3 separate regions of the Gossypium hirsutum genome follow, and regions 2 and 3 are each linked to region 1. The links are chromatin contacts, called in public Hi-C maps. All regions are on one chromosome and are shown on one strand. The core of a region is the stretch at or near the end of the contact, and the rest is flanking DNA. Distances in the headings are between cores, read along the strand shown. Region 1 has its middle 31 kb from the start of LOC107899491. Region 2 has its middle 22 kb from the start of LOC107898235. Region 3 holds the start of LOC107899485 (E3 ubiquitin-protein ligase RZFP34).

Region 1 (4,227 bases), core at 1,120-3,619:
TAAATTCTATATTTTGATGATAGTAAAAATATAATTTTGTCATTTTAATAGCCTATATCTTTATAATTTTTAAAGGACTAAATCAATTTTTTTATCATTTTTGGGAGGCCAAAATATAATTTTACTATTACTAACTTAAAATTTAATAAATTATAAATGGCCTAAATGGAAAATTTTACATTTTAGGGGGGATAGGGCTCCTACCAGCCCTCTAGATCCTCTCCTGTTGCTAGCGTACCAAATATTAACCTTTTTATTGAGAAAATATTTGATAAACTACTAGTAGAGTTTTTAAACTTTAGAAACAACGCCAGAGGATTGACAAGTCTCCTATAAAAGTATAATAAAATATTAAAAAAATAAATATTAAAAAAAAAAGACACAAAGCTGGTTGAAGAATTAAAAAAATAGGGTACTAATATACTAAATACTAACACTTATTTATTATCAATATATAAAATTTTCTTTAATTATAAAGCATGAGACTGGTGATAAACAAATTAGGAACATTCTTGTTTTGAATGAACAAGGAAGGCAGTTTCGTATTTTGGAGTGAAGCAAGCAGCAGGCACCTATGAACCGACCAACACCATATCTTTTCTTGCAAACAAATTATATAAAATCAGAGGACGGTTGGAGGTGTTCACACATGAGCTACAAGTGCAGGTGTTTCAGACACCTTATTTTTTATGTCGTATTTATTACCATTGCAGATGTAATGAATGGTACTAAGAAATACCCAAAAATCATAAAGGAGTGGCTGAATCGTTGATTGGTTGTTGGGGATATGGAAAAGATTCTTGGCGTAAGGAATTATAGGGAAACTAAGTAAATGAAGGGAATGTGAGAGGCATGTAAAACCCTAGCATCCACCTCTAAATAAAGTAAAGCATCAATCTCAAAAAACACTTTTTTATTCTCTATTTATATTTTTATATATGGATTTGGGATAGTTAACTTAAAATGGAATTTCTTTTTCTTCAAATTTTGTTCTTTGCTTCCTTAACTTTTCTTCTTCTACTGCTACTACCACTCCACCTGATCCTCAACTTACAATGTATCTGGATATGGAATATTTACTTGAAAAGCGAAACTGATGCCTAAAATGGAAAGTTGGCAGAGATGATCTATAAAATGGAACATGGAATTTTTGAATAAAAGGAAGGGAGTTGTAGGTTTAATGGTTGGATTAAAATCTGTTGTAACGTGGATTCAAGTTAATTTGTATGAAGTTCAATGTTCCATCTTTATGTTTATAAACATTTTTTTCCCTCATGTAATGATTGTTCACTTGTATAAATAAAAATCCATTAACTAAAGATACTTGCATGAAGTAACAAAATCGGATTTGGTACTAATACATTAGAATCCTCTTCAAACACTTTGCTTTCACGTGGGCCAAAAGGAAACCTAGTAGTTTGTCACATGAAGCATGAGAACCTATGATCTTTATCTCTTAAACCTATTTACAAGGATGAAGGTCTGGTTTAAAGTTAATTTTAATTAAGAGCTTGATTAATTACTTTTTGAGAAACGGTAAATAGAGCTTAATCAATAATCAAATTGAAATCTGCATTTTACCATGGTCATTAATAGGCAAGGCTATCAGCCAGTTTCCTTGGACTTTACCCCTAACAGTACATGGATGAAACTTAGTCCATTATTTAGACATTTTGCAGGCTTCAACGAGACCTTAGGCTTGCAAAATTTCTACCATTCACCAAGAGGAAGAAATTGACCTTAGCCTATTTTCTTAGGATATGATTATACGTGTATCTAAACATTGAAATAGGTGTTAATTAACAATGAATGCTTGGTTATAAAGAGCTAGTGATGGTAATGGGGGTAGTTAGGATAGTAGTGGTGATAGTGTGATGGTTTAGGAGAAAAGCAGTTTAGGTGCTGCAGCAACTCAACTCCTCCAGTAGACCAAAAGACAAGCAACCCAACCAACAGACTTGCCTTCATTTCTTCCCTAGATATCACCCCCGCTCCACGAAAACTACTACTTTAATCCTTGCATTTGTGATCTTTTATTCTTCTTTTTGTTTATAGCATTAAAATTGATACCATTGGAAATGCCATTTTCTTGTTCCAACAATTCCCAAAATTTTTGTTTCCGATTAATGATTTCCAAACTGAAAGAAATCATCAAATATATGTTTGCTCCAATTTTAACAATTTTCTTTTTAAAAAAACAAAGCCCCTTTGTGTTTTATTTGTTTTATATATTAATAATAATTAACTCTAAGTTGAGATCCCATCATAGATTTTCATCGTCCAATCCAATTATGGATGAGTTTCGGGTGAGGCCTTGAGTATCCGTAACATTGTGGGAAGTGCCAACCCAGCTTGTGCAAAGCAGGGGGCCATAGAATGGATATCATATATTTAAAACCCAATAAATTACCTTAATTGGACCTTGAAGGAAAGACTATAGAACTCTTCTCTCCGTTTTAAAACTTGCATTGAATTTGCCATCGGGCTGGACAACCCAACCCAAGTAGGCAATGCTGGAGCTTCCTGAACACGAGCTTTAAGCATAGTACTGCATGGAGACTTGTTCGATAATATAGATCGGTTTCCAAAGTACCCACACCATCAAAATAGGTTTTTTGAACGCTGCCAAAATAAATAAAGGGAAAAAAAAGCACCGTGCAAAACACAGGGAAAAATAAGGTCACAAAATTTGGCGATGTTTCTTATAGAAAACGTCACAAAAGTAGCTAGATTTATATACGCCACAAATACTAAGACGAAAAGTTCATAGAATTATGAAGCTCGTGGAATTTATACACAAACACACCACACAATGTTGTTCATTTAGCCACGTTTGAATATATAAACACTGTGAATGTTGCATATTTCTATTGATACGAAGCAGTTGCTAATTATGAGCAAAATTGATTGCAGGAGTAGGCACTTCTAAAAGCACTGCGATAAGCACAAATAAAACATGGGACAACAAAATTTGTTTATGTAGTTAGATTTCATTACATTTGAGGAACATGGCTCAATGAGAAGAATCTACTATCTAATTAAATTACTTTCTTAACCCATCAACCATGCAATGTCAGGGGGAGAATATCATTTACTCTTCGTTAGGCTATCAATTCCACTATTATAAGTTAGTCATACATAAGTCGTATACCCAACATACTAGACTTTAAACTCTATTACCTATTAAACTCAAGCTTTTGATATATCAAAATATGTGAGCTACATACAAATAGTCAGTTACTTACTCAGGATTGAGGTAAATCGCATATGAATGTCACAAATGAATAAATTCATAAACAGATTTAGAATGAATTCACAAGTCAATCCAAACAACCACAGCAACGTCTTTATCTTTTTGGGAATCATTCGCTCTGATGCTCAAGACAATGTGTAACATCCCAAAAACCCTATTGGTTGTAAACAATTTGATTTTGGAAAGTATATGTATTAGAATTTTCAAAACAAATAAAAAACAGAAATTATCAGTGAATAGAAGAAAAGGCCAATGGATGGCAAAGTTAGTTGAATTAAATAGTTATATTATTATGTATTAATTTAAAGTGGGGATTAAATCGCAAAAATGTGAAAAGTATTATGGTCTTAGTAACACCCCAAACCCGGCCTAAATGTTATGGCCGAATCTAGCGATGTCACATTGTAACACCCCTTACCCGTATTCGTTGCCGGAATAGGTACGAGGCATTACTAAAACACATACATTTATAAACGTATTAAACTGAGTTATAAAATTTCATACAGATTAAAACTTTCAAATTATTATCTTCGAATCACTAATTAGGGCTTACAAGGCCAAATATATATACTTATTCGATCCAAGCCTTATAGCTATCACCATTTGTTCATTTCATAGCCATATATGAACTTATAATCCTTCCCTTTCTCGTAATATGAATTTATCAATTATTACTTGCTTCTCACGAGTACCTGAATTGATCCGTATCATTCAATATCTTGTAAAGATTCGCTAATCTATCCCATATACTTTCACACAGATTAATTCACAATTCACAAGTCTTATTATTTCAAAGCTTATAAGACACATGTATATATCTATACTAACTCGTATGAGTCTCATACTCATTCATATGCTCAATAAGTCCGTTAAATCATTTCAACATCGAAGAATCCACATTATGTCAGAAACAATACTAATAACAATCATAAATCTTTTCATATTAATTTCATATACCGCTTACTGAACTTCAA
Region 2 (4,227 bases), core at 820-3,319, 250 kb before region 1:
AGACACTAACTGACTGAACTAGCAACTGTGAAAGGATTCAGAACACCCAATTCAGCCAATGAACCAACTGAAATAGCCCGATCAGAATTACAGTTTGAAGTATCAGACAGAGAAGCAACCATAGGTGACATAATATGATCACTACTAGATTCTGCAGTATTCTGAACAGAAAAAGTTCGAAAACAGGAACATAGGTAGGAAAAATGAACGAAGGCTGAGACATAGATAGAACAGGCGATTGAAATAAAAATCGTCTTTCATCAAATACAACATGATGAGAAACAACAATCTTACCCTCTGGTGTGAGACATTGATAGCCCTTATGCTGAGAGCTATACCCCAAAAATGTACAAGGCTGAGATTGAAACTCCAGTTTGTGTGACATAAAAGGTCGTAAGTATAGAAAACAACAACAACCAAATACCCTCAAATGATCATAGGTAGGCTCATAACCATACAAACTTTGATACGGAGACTTGCCTTTTAGAACTGAAGTAGGTAGTCGATTAATAAGATGAACAGCACTGCAAAAAGCATAACCCCAATAGTCCATAGGTAAATTAGCTTGAGCCGAAAGTGTAAGACCGTTTTCAACAATATGTCGATGTTTATGCTTAGCAACCCCATTTTATTCTGAAGTATGTAGACAAGAGACTCGATGAAGAATCCCATGACTAGCTAGAATTGGCGTGAAAGCACGAAAGTCACCACCCCAATCACTCTAAAATTTTTTAATTTTCCTACCAAACTGCGTATCAACCATTTTCTGAAACAGAAGAAAACATTCAAGTGCTTGAGATTTTCTTTTAATAAAAAATCCACGTGAATCTACTACACATGTCTACAAACGAAACGTAATAGAAATTCCCCCCACAAGCTACAAAAGTAGGCCCCCACAAATTGAAAACAACCAATTCAAACAGTTCCATGTATTCAGTAGTAGATGGTAAAAATGACAATTTATGGGCTTTCCCTTTTTGACAAGCAACACAGACAGTATCAAGACATTTTTTATTTGAACGATTTTGACACTTATCAAGAACACTTTTAACAACTATAGCAGAAGGATGACCAAGTCTGTTATGCCATAAAGCAAAAACATGATCAACAGAAGAACAATCTCGAACCCCGACATTGTGAATAACAGGAGTAGAACCAGATGACGTTGGCATGTAAACAGAAAACTGATAGAGACCATCACATACTCGGCCTCGCAACAAAGTTTCTTGAGTCTGGATGTCCTTAATAACAAAATAAGACAGATGAAATTCAAAAAACACGTTATTGTCAGTAGCAAACTGTGATACAGACAATAGATTCTTCCGCATACTATGCACACACAATACATTAGAGAGATGTAACACCCTCTTCTTTGTAGGCATAATGATGTTACCAATAGACGTAATTTTAGCAGGAGTTCCATTTCCCATAATCAAATAAGAAGTACCTAAATATGGGTTTGTCATATTTAGCCGAAAAGAATTCTGGCAAACATGATGAGTGGCCCCCGAATCTGGATACCAGGACGAAGTCTCAACTGGCACAGAAATATATGAATTAGAATCATATTGTGTGGCAGGCGAAAAATCAAACGCCCGAAAATCAGGAATTCGAGGCAACCCAACACCCTATGATGAGCCAACATCAAAAACTCGAGCCTGAGGTTTAGTTTGCCATGCAACCCCGAAACCATTATTTTTCCGAGCACTCTCAATCCCAACATTATTAGCAACAGGATCAGACTCAGATAAATTTTGCACAAAATTGTGCCCAACATCAACTTGTCCATTAGAAACCCCATTAGGAATAGTTGGCCCAATCTGCTGACTTGAAATATTTGGCCTGAGCATCCCAACAGTGGGCTCAACATGTTGCTGGCCCAAACGACCCTTAAAATCATGTGGTATGTCACACCCAAATGAATAACCCAATTCACAGCCAACATACGGCCCAAAATTGCGCCCAAAACCACGCACAAAAGATGGCCCAAAATTGTGCCCATAATCACGCCCAACAGCTGGCCCAAGACCACCGCCATATGCACGCCCACTAGAAGGCTGAAAACTATTCCTATTATTCGGGCCATTATTAAAATACGGTCCATTAGTCCAATGAACCCCTTCAGAAAAATAGGTAGGGTTTCTCCAAGTTGACATTCCAAATTCAGCAGAGGATGGCATGAACGACGACTCAACACCATCAGACACCCTCGGCACAAATTGGCCTGTACGATCAGAATAAAACCGCGCCATCGTGGAGTCTCCCAGACCACCATAGTCTTGATTAAACTAGTAGTAACACCTCTAAGCAAGGTGACCATAATGGCTACAGATTTGGCACTGCACTCGAGGGCGAAACCTACAGCCACGTGAGGCAGAGGAGAGACGGCCACCACGTCCAGATTGGAGATCTGACTCACCCACTGCCATAGCCAAAGATGCTTCAGTCAAGTTGGCATGCATTGGCAGATCTTGAACGGCATGCATCTGACGAGACTCGAACTCTAGAAGAACGTCAACCAAACGCTGATATTGAAGAGTTTCTGGCGAGAAGGATGCAAAGGCTAAAACCGCATCAAATTCAGACGGAAGGCCGGTAAGAACTTCAACTTTTTCAGCCTCCGCAACGACGAACCCAGAGGCTTCAAGCAACGCACAAAGATTCTGAATCTTGGCAAAAAACTCAGATACAGGTGACGTTCCTTTCTTTAACGAATGTAATTCATGCTTTATTCTTGAAACTCTAGCACCAGTAGATGCAGCAAACATGCGATTGGCAGTTAGCCAAATATCACAGGCTGACTTAGCAGCAGTAAAAGAAGATAACAACGAAACATGAATAGTAGACAGTAAACCATGAGGCTAAGAGCTTATATTGTTGAAGAAAAGCAGCCACATCAGGATTAGCAATCAGTGTGCCATCCGGAGAGGCCACAAACCGATACGGAGGAGGTAGAGTACCATCCAAAAACCCTTGCAATTCATATCCTTCGGTAATTAATTTGATATGTTGCTGCCATTGTGCAAAGTTTTTCTCATCGAGCTTCACCGTGTCATGACGAGGGAGCACTTGAACCAATCGTGAACTCGAGAACGACGGATTAGAAGGATTAACAGATGCAGAATCTTGCGAATGAGCCATCAAACAACAGCGGTCACTAGCACCAGTACGAACAAAGCGACTGATACCATGTAAAGTGCTTAGAAATAGAGATATTAGTTAGAGACTAACTAACAAAATGCTGATAATAGAATAAGGGTTAATTTGGATGGGCGGTGTTTTTACCGGTGAGGTTAAAAATAGTGGTGGCGGTGAGATTAATTACTGTAGCTTTGAGATTAGATACTGTAACGGTGAGGTGAGATTAGAAACAATGGTGGAGTGTGTGTTTGGATTCAAACACAGCTGTAACGGTGATGTGAGAATAAAAAATGACTATTAAGGACATCAGATTAAAATTGATATATAATAGAAGTTTTTTAAATTATTTTACTTTTTTAAAATTATTAAAATATGTGAATTTATAAATTCATTTAATAAAATGTATCTTCTAATATTTTAATAAATTATATAATTAATTTAAATTATTTATTAGATAAAATGATAATTATTTTTAATTTTTTATAGTTAAATATTTTTTTTATAGTCGAGTGGTCATACAATTTCTTCATGTTTCTATCAAATAAATTAGCTTAACTTTTCAAATGTTCCACCCATTTTGACGACTTCATGTTTCTATCTAAATTATTTTTGGAATTACATTTGTATTATTTATTGAAAAAGCTTTCAAATGGGAGGCTATTGAAGCCTTAATGCCGTTAAAAGGAATCCAAGATTTGCCATTTTACCTTCTTCTTCTTCTCTTCTCAACCCCCTTCGCCCTCATCCCTTCTTCTCTCAGTTTCCTACCCTTTCCCTATTGCTAAAGGTTTGTTTCTTTCACCTCTCTCTTCTTATTCTCTTTCCCATTCATTATATTCTGATAGCATTTGTATTTGCTGCAATTCCATGTCTTTTGTTCCTTGAATTCACCAACTTCTGGAAGTGGGTCTTCTTTTATCTTCCATTCTTTAGCTTTGCTCTGTTTTTTCTTTACGGTTTCCAATATGTTCCATTCTATAGGTGTTTCGGCACTATGCTCCAATATGGGCATTTTTGTCTGCAACAAAACTGCCCACTATGTTTAACCTGGAGCTTTTACCTCCAATTGGAAATGAAGTTGGCAGT
Region 3 (4,227 bases), core at 1,106-3,605, 130 kb after region 1:
ATATATATATATATATATCATTTTTTAATTTATTAAACATCCCTATTTTAATAACTAAAATGTGGATAATAGTAGTATTCAAGTGACCCCACTTCACCTATTGGAGATAAGATTTTTGACGATTAATGATGATGACGACGTGGATATGTTTGCCCACTAATAATAAATTATGGGTTTTATATAAAAGTTAGCTTGCATACTCCTCTAATGTGCGTGTTTATCTATTAATATATATTAAATTATTTTTTAAAATAATATGTTTAAATGATTTGTTTTAAAAAATAAATATGTAAAATATTTTTTCAAATTTTATTTATTCAAGATAGACTTTTTTATCTGATGAAACATATATTTCCATTTATTTCAATGTTATAAGTGGCTTAATAATATTTTTGTTTTGGAAGAATTATATCTAAAATAATTTTTAATATGTTTTTTAATTAATATTATTAATAAAATAATTATAATTATTTTTTAATATTTTATCATATTTACTGAAAAAAGTGAAAATGAAAAATTACATACGCATCCATGATGATGATGATGGTTCATAAAATATCTATTGAATATGAACATTTTTTCTAACATTTTTCTAATATCATAGAATTATTCTAAAGTAATTTATTATTTCTTATTTTCATTAATATTATTAGTTTTGATTTATCAATTTTTTGATATAAACATTTAAAATAAAATTTACATATTTATTCTTAAGTCGGAAATATTATTGAAAATCTCATTAAATATACTCAGGATTTAAAATACTTTAATAAAATAATTTGATATATTTCAAATGTTTTTGACTCAATATAAAATGGTTTCATTGTATTTTTAAGTATTCTAGTGACTAAATATTGATACCTTGAGAGATTAGTAACCATAACTATTTATAGAAGGGTAAAGTGTATGGATATTTGCTTTCATGGTATCGTACTTCCATGTTTCGTGGTACCAATACCTCATCGTGCAGGGCTGTAATAGCTCAGACTACAGTTTGCTTCCTTAATATAAATAGGACTTCAGAACACATAAAAGAACAACCAAGAGACATCCAAACACTCAAGTAAGCAAATTAGGAAGAAAATCTATTCATTTTTGAAAGCACTCACCTGGTTTGTTTGCTCGTTAAGGATGAAAATTACTGGAAAGATGTTTTTATCTTGCCCTAAATAAAAGATAGTGATAGTAAAAGTAATATATCAATTCAAGTTAGTGAATTAATAAAACCTTCGCAAATAAGACTAAAGTAGTGGAGGTAAACAATTGAAGGCGAACGGCTATAGATTGAAATGTCAATATTTTTTTATCCTTTCAACATTAGGAAAAGATTTTTTTTAATTACCATAATTAAGTTAAAAAAGTTTAAACTTAGAAATTAAAATATGTAATAAATTAAATAAAAAAATTCAAATTCCTAAAAACAATTAAAATAAAATAATATTAAGATAAATTAAACACACAACAAAAATAAATACTAATAATATTACAAAAAAAAAAACATTTTAATGCTCTTAATTTTGATCTTCTTCCTCAATCTATTATTCTCCTCAATCCGCAATCATTATTGTTTGCCAACTTATTTAATTTCTAATGTAATTAATTGTTATTTGACTTCCTCTCATTCATTCTAATGTAATTATTATTATAACCCCACTTGAATTATAGATGTGGCACTCTAAGAGGACACTAGAAAGACTGCCATAGAAGGTTCTCCAACTCTCGTCCTTTGGATTGTCATGAGCCGCTCAACCTCTTGATTGAGTCACCTCTCGTAGGACCACCAACTAGTAACGGGAACGCCCCTTACATCAGGCCACTTGCTACTATGGTCCAATTATCTGTTCCTCAATGTGAACACTTCTTTCAGAGACTATTAAGGTCCATCTGAGCATAATAACCGCGTACAACTTCAAAGGGAATAATAGAATGTTTACAGCTTGCTAGGTCACCACTACTAAAAAGGGTATCTCCTATAAAAACCATCCAAGACAAAGGAAAATTGATCTTCTTCCCATGAGCAACCTTAAACACTTATTGTTTGCACTCAACCTTCTCAACCTTAACACCAATCTTCCTCTTCCTCTCGTCCTTCTTCAGCTCTCCACCTATTAAAGAGAATCGGTCTCCTTTGCACCACCACACTCTCCTCATTGTCTTCTCCCTTATTGATACCTCTCATCAACAATAATGAACAATAAAATATATTCCTTTCCGTATGTTTATGAATCAATACAAATAGTTTTTGTTTAAATAACTTTGTTTTTATCCATTACCCTTCTCTTGTTGTGGGACCGGACACATCTTAGACTTGCTTATTCTGAAGAAAAAGCAGAAAATATCTCAAGACTTTGGCTTTTCATTTTTTGATTTTTATATTTTTTTGTTGAAAGTTACACGGCTGTCGTTTCTTCACTTCTTTTGCGTTTCTTCTCCTTACTTTATCTCCTTTTCCTAACTGCAATTATTTAGTCGGCTGATCCATACGTCAACGTGTCGCCTCGTAATTATTCGATTATGAAAAAAGGAATCTAACTATGAGGCCATTTTAGATTTTTTTTTATCAAATTCAAGGGACTATATTATAATTTTCTTTTTTCCTTTTCCTTTTTGGTTTCTATTTACCCCTGCTTGATACTTGCTTAATTTGCTCAGCTTTTCATGTTTGCTTTATACTTCAGCTCTCTGAAGCCACGTCTCATTTACCCGTTTCGCTTCGGGTCTGCCTTTTTGTTGTTTCACTTTTTCAATTTAGTTTTGGATTCTAAATTCAATTCATATTTGATTTTCTGGGTTTGTTTCAGGTAAATTTTGGTGTATAAATTTGGAAAAAAGAAAAAGTTAGAACAAATTTGGGGATTAATGGAAGTTGATCTTGAACCCAAGGTGTTAGACACTTCATCTATGACGGAGAAGGGATATGAAGAATTTGGGTACTTTTTTTTCTCTCTCAAATTTCTTCTTTACACCAATTTTTCATTTTTTTCCTGCATTAAATTTTGTTGTTTGTGATTTTGAAGGTGTTCACACTATAGAAGAAGATGCAAGATCAGGGCACCTTGTTGTGATGAGATATTTGATTGCAGACAGTGCCATAATGATGCCAAGGTACTTCCTTTGTTCCTCAATTATCTTCAAGTTTTTTTTTTTTGATAATTCATTCATAACAACAGTTTAATTCTGGAAATTTTGGTTTATCTTTTATAGAACTCAATTGAAATTGATCCTTTTGATCGTCATGAGGTTCCTCGCCATGATATAAAAAGGGTAAACTTTTTTTTATGTTTTTCTTGTAGTAATTTTGGACCCTTTTTTTCCCCTCATTTTCTTAAGTGATTCATAGCTGATGTCATTATATTCAATAAATACTTTTTTTTCAGGTTATTTGTTCCTTGTGTGACAGAGAACAAGATGTAAGTATTTGAAAAAGTATTTTAATGGTGATAGAGAGACCGACAGAAGGAAAACAGCAGTAAAAATACTAACTTGGTCTGATTTTTCTTGATATAAATTAGGTTCAACAGCATTGCATTAACTGTGGGGTCTGCATGGGAAAGTATTTCTGTTCAAAATGCAATTTTTTCGATGATGATGTTAGTGGTTTGCTTCATATTACTATTCAAAATCATGCAATTCAACAAAATTGGCTTCCTTATAATGGAAAACATTTTCTTTTCTTGAATTGCAAGGTCTCGAAAAAACAGTACCATTGTGATGGATGCGGCATCTGCAGGTTTGATATGTGCTGACTCTACTCTTTTTGAGTCTACATGCATATGATATCCAAGTATTTAACTTTGTTTGGTATTTGTAGAATTGGTGGAGCAGAGAACTTTTTCCATTGTGATAAATGCGGTGAGATTACCGACTTATGTTTTTTCACTTGAAAGATCGTTATGTTTTTCTCCATCTTCAATCATTAATATTTGTTATATCTGTCGAAGGATGTTGCTATTCTATGATGATGAAGAACTCCCACAAGTGTGTTGAAAAAGCCATGCACCATAATTGCGCTGTTTGCTTTGAGGTAAGTTTAAAATGTAGGATTTTGTCGAAACATGCAAGAATCATATGCTTTATCTTCAGCCGCTAATTTGTCGTTTGTCGTTTGTCGCTTGTTGTTTTAGTTTCTCTTTGATACGACAAAAGAGATAACTGTCTTACCCTGTGGACACACAATACATTTGGAATGTGTAAGAGAGATGGAACGACATTCCCAGTAAGTCCTTT

What was found. A called contact is a pair of places that touch in the nucleus more often than the background predicts.
Region 2: a contact with region 1 is called in a Hi-C map of leaf, with 2.0 times the contacts expected there. The contact joins two enhancer-like sites. A contact is called at or near these places in 2 of 34 Hi-C or Micro-C datasets (hypocotyl and leaf).
Region 3: a Hi-C map of leaf shows a contact between it and region 1, with 3 times the contacts expected there. The contact joins the promoter of LOC107899485 here to the enhancer-like site in region 1. A contact is called at or near these places in 4 of 34 Hi-C or Micro-C datasets (fibers, hypocotyl and leaf).

Annotation. Positions count from the first base shown.
Region 1 is chrD04:40,823,037-40,827,263 of Gossypium_hirsutum_v2.1, forward strand. No RefSeq gene overlaps it. Among protein-coding and RNA genes, the nearest start is that of LOC107899491, 31 kb to the right of the region's middle. Within about 2 kb of position 2,370, at least 3 of the 9 cell types and tissues checked have an H3K27ac peak or open chromatin away from gene starts, as enhancers often do. A contact at or near this core is called in hypocotyl and leaf, where this site is marked.
Region 2 is chrD04:40,577,537-40,581,763 of Gossypium_hirsutum_v2.1, forward strand. No RefSeq gene overlaps it. Among protein-coding and RNA genes, the nearest start is that of LOC107898235, 22 kb to the left of the region's middle. Within about 2 kb of position 2,070, at least 8 of the 9 cell types and tissues checked have an H3K27ac peak or open chromatin away from gene starts, as enhancers often do. A contact at or near this core is called in hypocotyl and leaf, where this site is marked.
Region 3 is chrD04:40,955,773-40,959,999 of Gossypium_hirsutum_v2.1, forward strand. It overlaps LOC107899485 (E3 ubiquitin-protein ligase RZFP34), which reads left to right and starts at 2,356. Exons shown (of 14, transcript XM_016825211.2): 1 at 2,356-2,717; 2 at 2,802-2,930; 3 at 3,018-3,105; 4 at 3,205-3,264; 5 at 3,378-3,410; 6 at 3,513-3,590; 7 at 3,687-3,730; 8 at 3,812-3,852; 9 at 3,942-4,024; 10 at 4,125-4,216. The coding sequence starts at 2,860.